Linked DNA regions of Siniperca chuatsi: region 1 is linked to region 2. A link is a contact called in public Hi-C data. All regions are on one chromosome and are shown on one strand. Each heading gives the region's core, a stretch centred on a gene start, on an enhancer-like site or on the middle of the called end of the contact. The rest is flanking DNA. Distances are from core to core; before and after follow the strand shown.

Evidence for each region. Hi-C and Micro-C count contacts between places; a contact is called where the count stands out from the background.
Region 1: a Hi-C map of skeletal muscle shows a contact between it and region 2, with 3 times the contacts expected there. The contact joins the enhancer-like site here to the promoter of nutf2 in region 2. A contact is called at or near these places in 2 of 3 Hi-C or Micro-C datasets (liver and skeletal muscle).

What each region holds. Positions count from the first base shown.
Region 1 is chrLG4:23,668,463-23,672,830 of ASM2008510v1, forward strand. All of the region lies in intron 3 of ranbp10 (ran-binding protein 10), which reads left to right. Among protein-coding and RNA genes, the nearest start is that of ranbp10, 22 kb to the left of the region's middle. Within about 2 kb of position 1,744, the one cell type or tissue checked has an H3K27ac peak away from gene starts, as active enhancers do. A contact at or near this core is called in liver, where this site is marked.
Region 2 is chrLG4:23,634,314-23,638,284 of ASM2008510v1, forward strand. nutf2 (nuclear transport factor 2) reads right to left here and starts at 1,736. Exons shown (of 5, transcript XM_044192887.1): 1 at 1,609-1,736; 2 at 167-288. The coding sequence starts at 265.

The DNA.
Region 1 (4,368 bases), core at 494-2,993, 34 kb after region 2:
TATCACTTTCATAAAGTTGGGGAACTTTATGACGAATGGTCAAAAGGTGGTTAAAGGTGCCCTGTGGAATTTTCTTGTAAACAAACAAAAGTCATGTTTACATTCAGTGTTGCTCACCAAAATGCATTGTGTGTATCCGTGTGGTCTGACAAACGTGTTGAATTCATTTTCTTCTTTCTAAAATATCTGCAAAGCCAGTTTTTGTAATATTTTAAACCATGCATTGTTTACACTCATGTTTGCTAGCTAGCCATCTTCTTCTTCCCTGCCTTTCCCTGTGCATTACTAAGTTTGTTGGCAGCTTATAGCCAACTGTCCATCAGCGGAAGAGTGTTTAACTGGCGACAGAAATGTGTACTGGGACGCCCATATGCTCACGTGCATGCATGATATAAACAAAACAGAGACTCACATGTAAAAACATTGCTCCATAGCACCACTAGTGGTCAGGAACTCTACAGTGTAGCTTTAAGCCCCAAAAACACAGGTTCCATCATACTACACTTCCCATAATGCAACACAATAGGATCTTTCATTGGACCCTCCCTGTGTGGTAAACTCCCACATCTTTCAAACTCCATAACTAAATTTGTAGTCTCCACACCCAAACTGAGATAACCCAGATGACATCATCAGGGTTATTTTATGTTGTTAAGCCCCTCGAGAGCCACAGATGACATTATACGACTACTTTCACAGGCTGAGTAGTGCTCATTATGAGTAGACTGACTTTGATGTGTAAAATCAGTGGAGTCACCCTTTAAGTTCGGAATTTAGCCCAAAACAAAACACAACCACCAAGTATGAAATAACACAAGACTAAACAAACAAATTCTTGATTCTTGATTCTTGATTTAATACACAAGACAGTCTGACAACAATCATCCAAGCCTTTGTCTACTGACACATAAACCTTTATTGGGCACTGTTATTTGCCAACAAAATGGCAATGCAGAGTGTAACGTAATTTATTCATGTAAGTTGAAAATGGATCTGGAAAAAGAGTTCAAAGCACAGAGGAGGAATATCTCCGTTTTCTTCGTTGTCTTCCATTTTTCCACTGTGAATATTCTTCTTTTTTTTTGGTTGGGCCTTATCTTTCTTCTTGTGCCCTCAACCCTCTGCCCACCATACACTCACCAAAACACAAACACACTCACACTCACACACATACAATGACATCCGTGAACGGTTCAGCGATCTCTAATGACATAGGAGGAAGCGTAGTAGCCATTTAGCAGCCGAGAGCCTGAATAAAGCCCCTTGCCTCTCCCAACCAATCAGACCACTCCTCTGCTCTGACCAATCACGTTCTGGGGCTTCCAGCCCTGGCTGGGGCCATTTGACCTGCTTATTGACAAATCAAGATCCGTCCAGTGGCCGAGGTTTGTGGAATGCTGTGGACACCAGGGCAGGCAGTTCAGCAGACTCCAGATACATACGCGCACGCACACACACACACACACACACACACACACACACACTCCTCTCTTCTTGATTCACATGTGTCAAATGTCACACAAAGGGTGGAATAGTGTGGAACAGCGTTGCGTGGATGGACGTGTTTTCCAAACCTGCTCACACATTAGTTATGAAGATATTTTTAGTTGCTAGGTTTCCACTACAGATGGTCTGTAGCCCTGGTAGATAGATTACTGTTGATTGCCTTAACTCTGACTGACTCAGTGTGTTTGTGCCAGTGTGTGCTTGTTCTGAACTTGGATTTATCTGTGTGTGTCATGGACTGACTGATTGGGTCTCTGAGTGTACTTGTTTGTGTTTGTCCCCACTTGCCTGTGCATCTATGTGCGTCTGGTGAACTCACGCATTCATTTGCGTTTATATATACAGTATATGTGTGTGTCTCTTCATAGTACAATGTTCTCTACTGCTGACCTCTGTGTCTGATCCTGCTGTGGAGGCCTGCCCATTTCATTAGCATGTTGGAGCAGTGAGCCTGGCTTTAGATGCAATATCCCTGTCAGCAGATTAATCTAATACCTCCAACCCCCCCCCCCCAAAGTAAAGTAAATACACGTGTGCTCAACAGACTGCATTACAGACAGTATGTGCTCAAGTTAAAAGAAACATACTAATGCACGTGACACAAACAACAACAAACACTTTATTACATTTCATTGTTAAGACTTAATAATTTGACATGTAATATGTCTCTTTTATCCATTTATTTAATTTTGATTTATTTATGTTTTTTTGTAATTGTTTTTTTTTGTTTAGGCTATTTACTTACTTGGTTTACTAAATAATGTCTATGTTATTTTATTTTCGTTGTTATTATTTACTTTATCTTTTGGTAACTTTGTGTCAAGATTATTGACAGAGGGGGACTGGGGGTGGGACGAGGGCGACTGGGAGGGATACATTTGTATATGTCTTGATGTGCTGAAAAAATAAAATGCCCATAAATATATTTGTCAAAAACAATTCTTTATTACATGCTCACAGATACACACACATACACATGTACAAGTACGCATCTAATATCTCGGCTCACCCACGACCTACTTTCACTAACCCTGCTTTGCTTTTTGGCAACGACAGACAAGCTGTGATTGAAGAGCGGCAGCGAGCTGATGCTGAACGCTGTCAGGTTCAGGTCCCTTTCAGCTTGGTCAGTTCAGGAAGAGGACTTAATGCGAAACTGGATTAGTGTAAAACTTAACATAACAAGCTCGTCATCCAAATAACTGCAAGTGTCTGATGTTAGCAAATGTAGTTGTTTTCTCTCCCTGTAGAGGAATCATGCTGTAGACCTCCAGTCCGGCGTTTTTGTCAGCTCTTTGTTGTACTGAAATCACAATGATATGATCTTTGTAGATCCAAGCTGTATGTTTTACTAGACATTAGTCAGCTGGTTTAGATTCACTGGACCAAAGTGACTGCGATCTATCTTCTCTTTTAGAGAGCCGTTACTTTCAAAGAAAGACAGAACACCGTTTCTGCTCTTCTATAAAATGTCGTTCCTGAGGTTGTCTGTTAGCTTTGTGGAACATACAGGAATCTGATCAATATTGGTGTCAGTACTGCATATTTCTATTGGATAGGCAGTCTACTGGACACATGTAACCCTGTAGAGATTGCTTTACAGCCTCTTTTAAGAAGGGTATATAAATACATAAAGGTTATTTGAGGTCAGACTACACGTTGGCTATACTGCTTGTTCATCTTGCAGTTACTAGCACCTCTTGCTCTGCGGTACCCGCTGTACACAAAGCTTCTTTCTCTTTTTCAGTGGTTATTTGAGGTTTTATCAACTGAAAAGAAAGACATGGTTAAGAGCACTGACATAAAATTAGATCTGAGAAGGGTGGTCAGAGCTGGCTAAGACTGTGCCTTCCGCAAAACTTGTCTGTCATAAATATCTGCTAAAGAAAGCTGCTGCATGCCAATTATTTTGCTGGCTACTTTAACAATGCTGAACAAACGATTTTTGTTTTGCACTGTGAGTTTCCCATACCAAGAAATCAAACAAAAAGTTTTAGTGTGCTTGATGGTTCCTATTGTGAAGTCATAAAGGAACGTATAAACTTATACTTCAAATATACTGTATGGTAACACTTTATTTTATGGGTGTGTAATTTCTTTAAATTCCTTAAATAAACAATTTCTTAGGAAGTTTCCTAGAAAGAACTATGTAATGTAATTATAGGTCATTTTGTTTAATTTAAAACCAAGTAAATATTAATGCATTATTCATTTATAATTGGAAACTCTTTTCTTCATAAATTTGTTGAATTGTATGCTTGTCTGTAGACAAGTTACACATTATTGCATGTTCAGCTGAGCTGCTGTACACTGACTATAAGACTAGAGAGTCTTAAAGTCAGTGGCTTCCAACATGTGGGTTGAATCTGAGGGGTCACAAGATGGTTAAAGGAATAGTTTGAAATTTTTGGAAATAGAATTGGATGAGAAGATCGATACCACTGTCATGTTTGTACGATAAAAATGAAGCTAGAGCCAGAAGATGGTTAGCTTAGCTTAGCATAAAGACTGGAAACGGGGAAACAGCCAGCTTGGCTCTCCTAAAGTAAAAAGTCAAAAATCTGCCTACCAGCACCTCTAAAACTCATTAATTAACATGTTGTATCTCGTTTGTTTATTCTGTACAAAATCCAAAATGTGAAAACAACAATTTATGGTTTTACCATAAGTTCTGTTTATAGTAATGCCATCTGTATATAATGTCCATAATACCACTTGTAAAATATTTTCATAATACTGCTCTATCCTGCATTTATGCACATACTTTATATCCTGCACTTGCTTATTGCACTTCTGGTTAGACCTAAACTGCATTTCGTTGCACAATGTGTAATGACAATAAAGCTGAATCTAATCTAATCT
Region 2 (3,971 bases), core at 486-2,985:
GAACAGGCCCCATTCCTATTTATGCAGGCTCTGTCTTCTTCAGCAGCTACCAATGTTCTTGTTAGATTTGTGCTGCATTCATAAATTAAGTTAATTAACAAGCGCAGCCCAGTCCTGTGGTAAGACATCTCATAACTGAACGAAAGCATGGTTCTGTCACACTCACATATATGGATCCGAGTTGTGCTCTGTCAGAGTCAAACATCTGGTAGTAGTGCTGCACGAAGCTGGATCCTATCTGCTCCCACAGAGGCTGGTCCACCATCCTGACTCACCCTGCAACACACACTGGGAAGATGGAGAGACAGAAGGGAAACCGGTCAGAAAGACGCCACTAGGTTGGTTGGCTGTGAGTAGGAAAAATATGTGAATCATATGCTGTGGCCTTCAGTCACCAGATCTCAACCCAACTGAACACCTATGGGAGACCTGTCAGGTGTGTCTAATATTTTGTCCACCCCATTTATATCAGTCAGGGTTCACTTAATATTAGAAACACCTCTCTAAAACAGTTTCAACAAAAAATAATCATTCATGGCAACTGAGTGTATGTATTTACATGTAGCAATACTGAGATGAATGCAATATCTAAATCCAGTGTATACCCTCATGATGTACATACCTTTAAGAAAAAGCATAGAAGATGCCAAAATATACACTACCCGGATCACATAGATTTATCTCCGCCTGAAACAAAAATCTATTCATTTATGCTAGTTCACTTACTTTAGGTAAAATTCACGCCCTTAATGCTGACAATTTACAAAACTAAACAAAAGACAACAACAAAACATGGTCAGACTTACAGGGCACTGAAAGTGTATGAATACCAACACAGCGAGAAAAAAAAACATTAAAACTACTTTAAATAAAATGGCCCAGACGAGTTTTGCTTTACACGCCGTGTTGGTCTCACTTGGGTGACACTGACAGCACAAGTCATGTGCTTCCACATAGCGATACACTGTTGTTACTGGAACAATCGGAGAGCTCTGAAAATTAGCGGTGGAGTCGAAACGACCTACCATAACGTTAGATAGCGAAGGGACAAAAGTGAAATAGTTATAGGCCCGCGTAAATAGTTAGTAATAAGGATAGAGGGAGAGCAAAATAAGCTAATTTGGTAATGTTAATAAATGTAAAAGCTCATGTATGGCTAGTTAACGTAAGCTAACTAGCTGCTACTAGCTTGTGAGCTGTCTTGTTTGCTAACGTTGATTCAGCATGTGTGGTTGGCAAAGACAGTTCATATACCTAGCATGCCTCCCCGCCAGCTAATGTTAGACGTCAGATGAATTATATTTCCAGGCGTTAGCTAACTGGCTGGCTGGCGTTGGTCTTTTCACCGGTTGCTAAAAATACCCCGTCTCCTCCAAGTGTTGATGCCTCCTCCGGGCCCGCGCACACAGGTCTGGAACCCCGGAGCAGCTACCCTACATAGGCGTGCCCAACGTTAGCCCTAAACCGGGCAGAAGCAGCCAATTGAACTACTTATATTACCTTAGACTTATTCAAATGTCAGACTAAAGCAGTGCTTTCTGTTTTCGCGCATGTTTCCATTCACTATTCCATAAGACGGTTTCCTACAAATAAGTAATAAAAACTTACCTTTAACCAACGCCGAGGCCGGGTGCGCGTTCGCACAGTGCAGTGTCTGCTCCGCTACGAAGGCACGCACTCGAAGGCGTAACCGGCCCGGTGGGTTGTGGGGATTGTAGTCTTTATGTAATTTTGCCATATTGTGATATAAATAATGGGAAAATAGTCATAAATCAGGGCTGGATAGCAGCCCGGAGCAAAAATTTGCTGTTTGCCCCTAGCCACCCAGAATTCCCCAACTAAATGTGGTTCTAAATTGATAAACATATAATTAAGAATATGGAGTATTAAAACAAGACAGGGCTGTAAGATTAGGCAAAAATGCAGGAGCAACCTTACAGCGCTTACCATTCCGTTTGGTGCATATTATCAAACAAATTTGCAATTAATCCAATTACCACAAAGTAATTGCCACACACAGTGAACCCTTTTAAGTGTTCGGGGCCCCTGAGTGTCATGGCAGTTGGCCACTTTGCAGAGTTGGTAATCCAGCTTTGTTATTATGTTGTGATAATTTCAGCTGTATCATCCGATCCTATTAGTTAGTTGTAGGTTACTAATTATTGTTGTAAAGAGCCCTCACATGACTTACATTTAAAGCATCGCATTACATCAACTACAAAAAAAATGAATAACTATGTATTAGAGGGCTAGGTACCAAAGAGAGTACTGTGTGGTCCATGAGTAGGCTTGTGAAAGTGACACATTTTTTGCTGTTAGCTGTGCACTTAGTACATTGCATTTGAAAGAACATGACTATGAGGCTAAATTACTGACCTTCACTTTTAATTGGAAGGTGTTTGTCCACATCAGAGGGACTGTGTCAGACCTGTGGCCCTTAAGTCTCCCAATTTTAGGGGAACAAAGTTAATTGGATGAATGACAGCTTAAATGTTTCTTGGTCAGCAAGCTGTGTTTTCATACATTGTTACGTCGTGCACAAAAGGTCTAGAGTTGATTCTACGTGTGATATTTGGAATCTGTTGTAGTCTCAACATGGGGACCAAATCAGTGGTGGAAATTAAATAAGTATGTTTACTCAACAACTGTAAAATAAGTAAAGTTCTGAGGCACTTAATGGAGTACATGTTACTTTATACTTTACTTCTACTCCACCACATGTCAGAGAGAAATATTATACTTTTTACATAAAAAACACATGATAAACATAACGTAGAAAATACAAAACCCTATTAAGACTGAATCAGTTGTTCCCAACCATTTGGCTTCTGACCCTTAACAAAGAATCCACTCAATCAACTCATTGTCTATGAGTTGTTAGCAGTTCCACCAAAGAGACATTCCCCCTCTAAACTTCTCAGATGGTTTCATTTAACTGTTTGAAGCCCGAAGAAGTCAAATCATCCAATATTTCATAAAAAAGCAAAGATTTGAGAAAGTCCAAGAAATGAATTGAGATTTACGTAGCAGAACTTTGTTTTTTCTTCTTTCCTATTAATCATTTCACGACCCCTCAGGTGACCCTTTGGAAGGGCCCGACCCCAAGGCTGGAAACAAAAACGCCCTCACTGTATCTAAAACTATAGCTCCACCTCAACCAGCTACAACAGTAAAATGCTGCTTACACACTGATTCATCAGTATTAACAATGTAATGATGTCATATATAATAAAAGATCAGTCACGGGATGTTTTACTGCAGAAAAAGTACTTTTACTTTTGATACTTTAAGTACATTGTTTTAAAAATACTTTTGTACTTTTAGTTTAGTAGGATTTTGAATGCATTGATTTTAATTGTAATGGAGTATTTTTTATATTGTTGTACTGGTACTTTTACTTAAATATGCACACACACACCTCCCTGACACTGGGCCTGTTCCTTTTTGTTGTTGTTTTTTTCTTTTTCCGATAAAGACTTTTTCATACAAAATATATAACTAGTTTATAAACTATGATGCATTGGTGTAGGTTCAATTGCCCAACAGTATATCAAGTAGTTAAATTAGCTACAACCGTAAAGGTAACTTTGTGGTATCCAGCAATCCAGATAGTTTTGGTTTTACTTGCCCAGGTTTAGAGGTATCTCTGTCTGAGAAGTCTTTTTGTGGTGTTCACAGCATTGAAAAATCATAATAATAAAACATTTCATCAACATCTCCTTCAAGAAACAGTGTCCCTGTTTTTCTGGATAATCCACAAAGCTCACTATCAGCACTTTACAATGGGACTATTTTCTACCCAAAAAATAGTCCCTATTGAAAAGTGAAAAATGGGGAAACAGACAATTCTGCTTATATGTTAATGCATCAATGTTAATAATTTAAGATAAGAACATTAAAAATATAACAATATACCAGTTATTTGGTATAATTAGTAGTTTTACTTTTCATACTTAAGTACATTTTGCTGA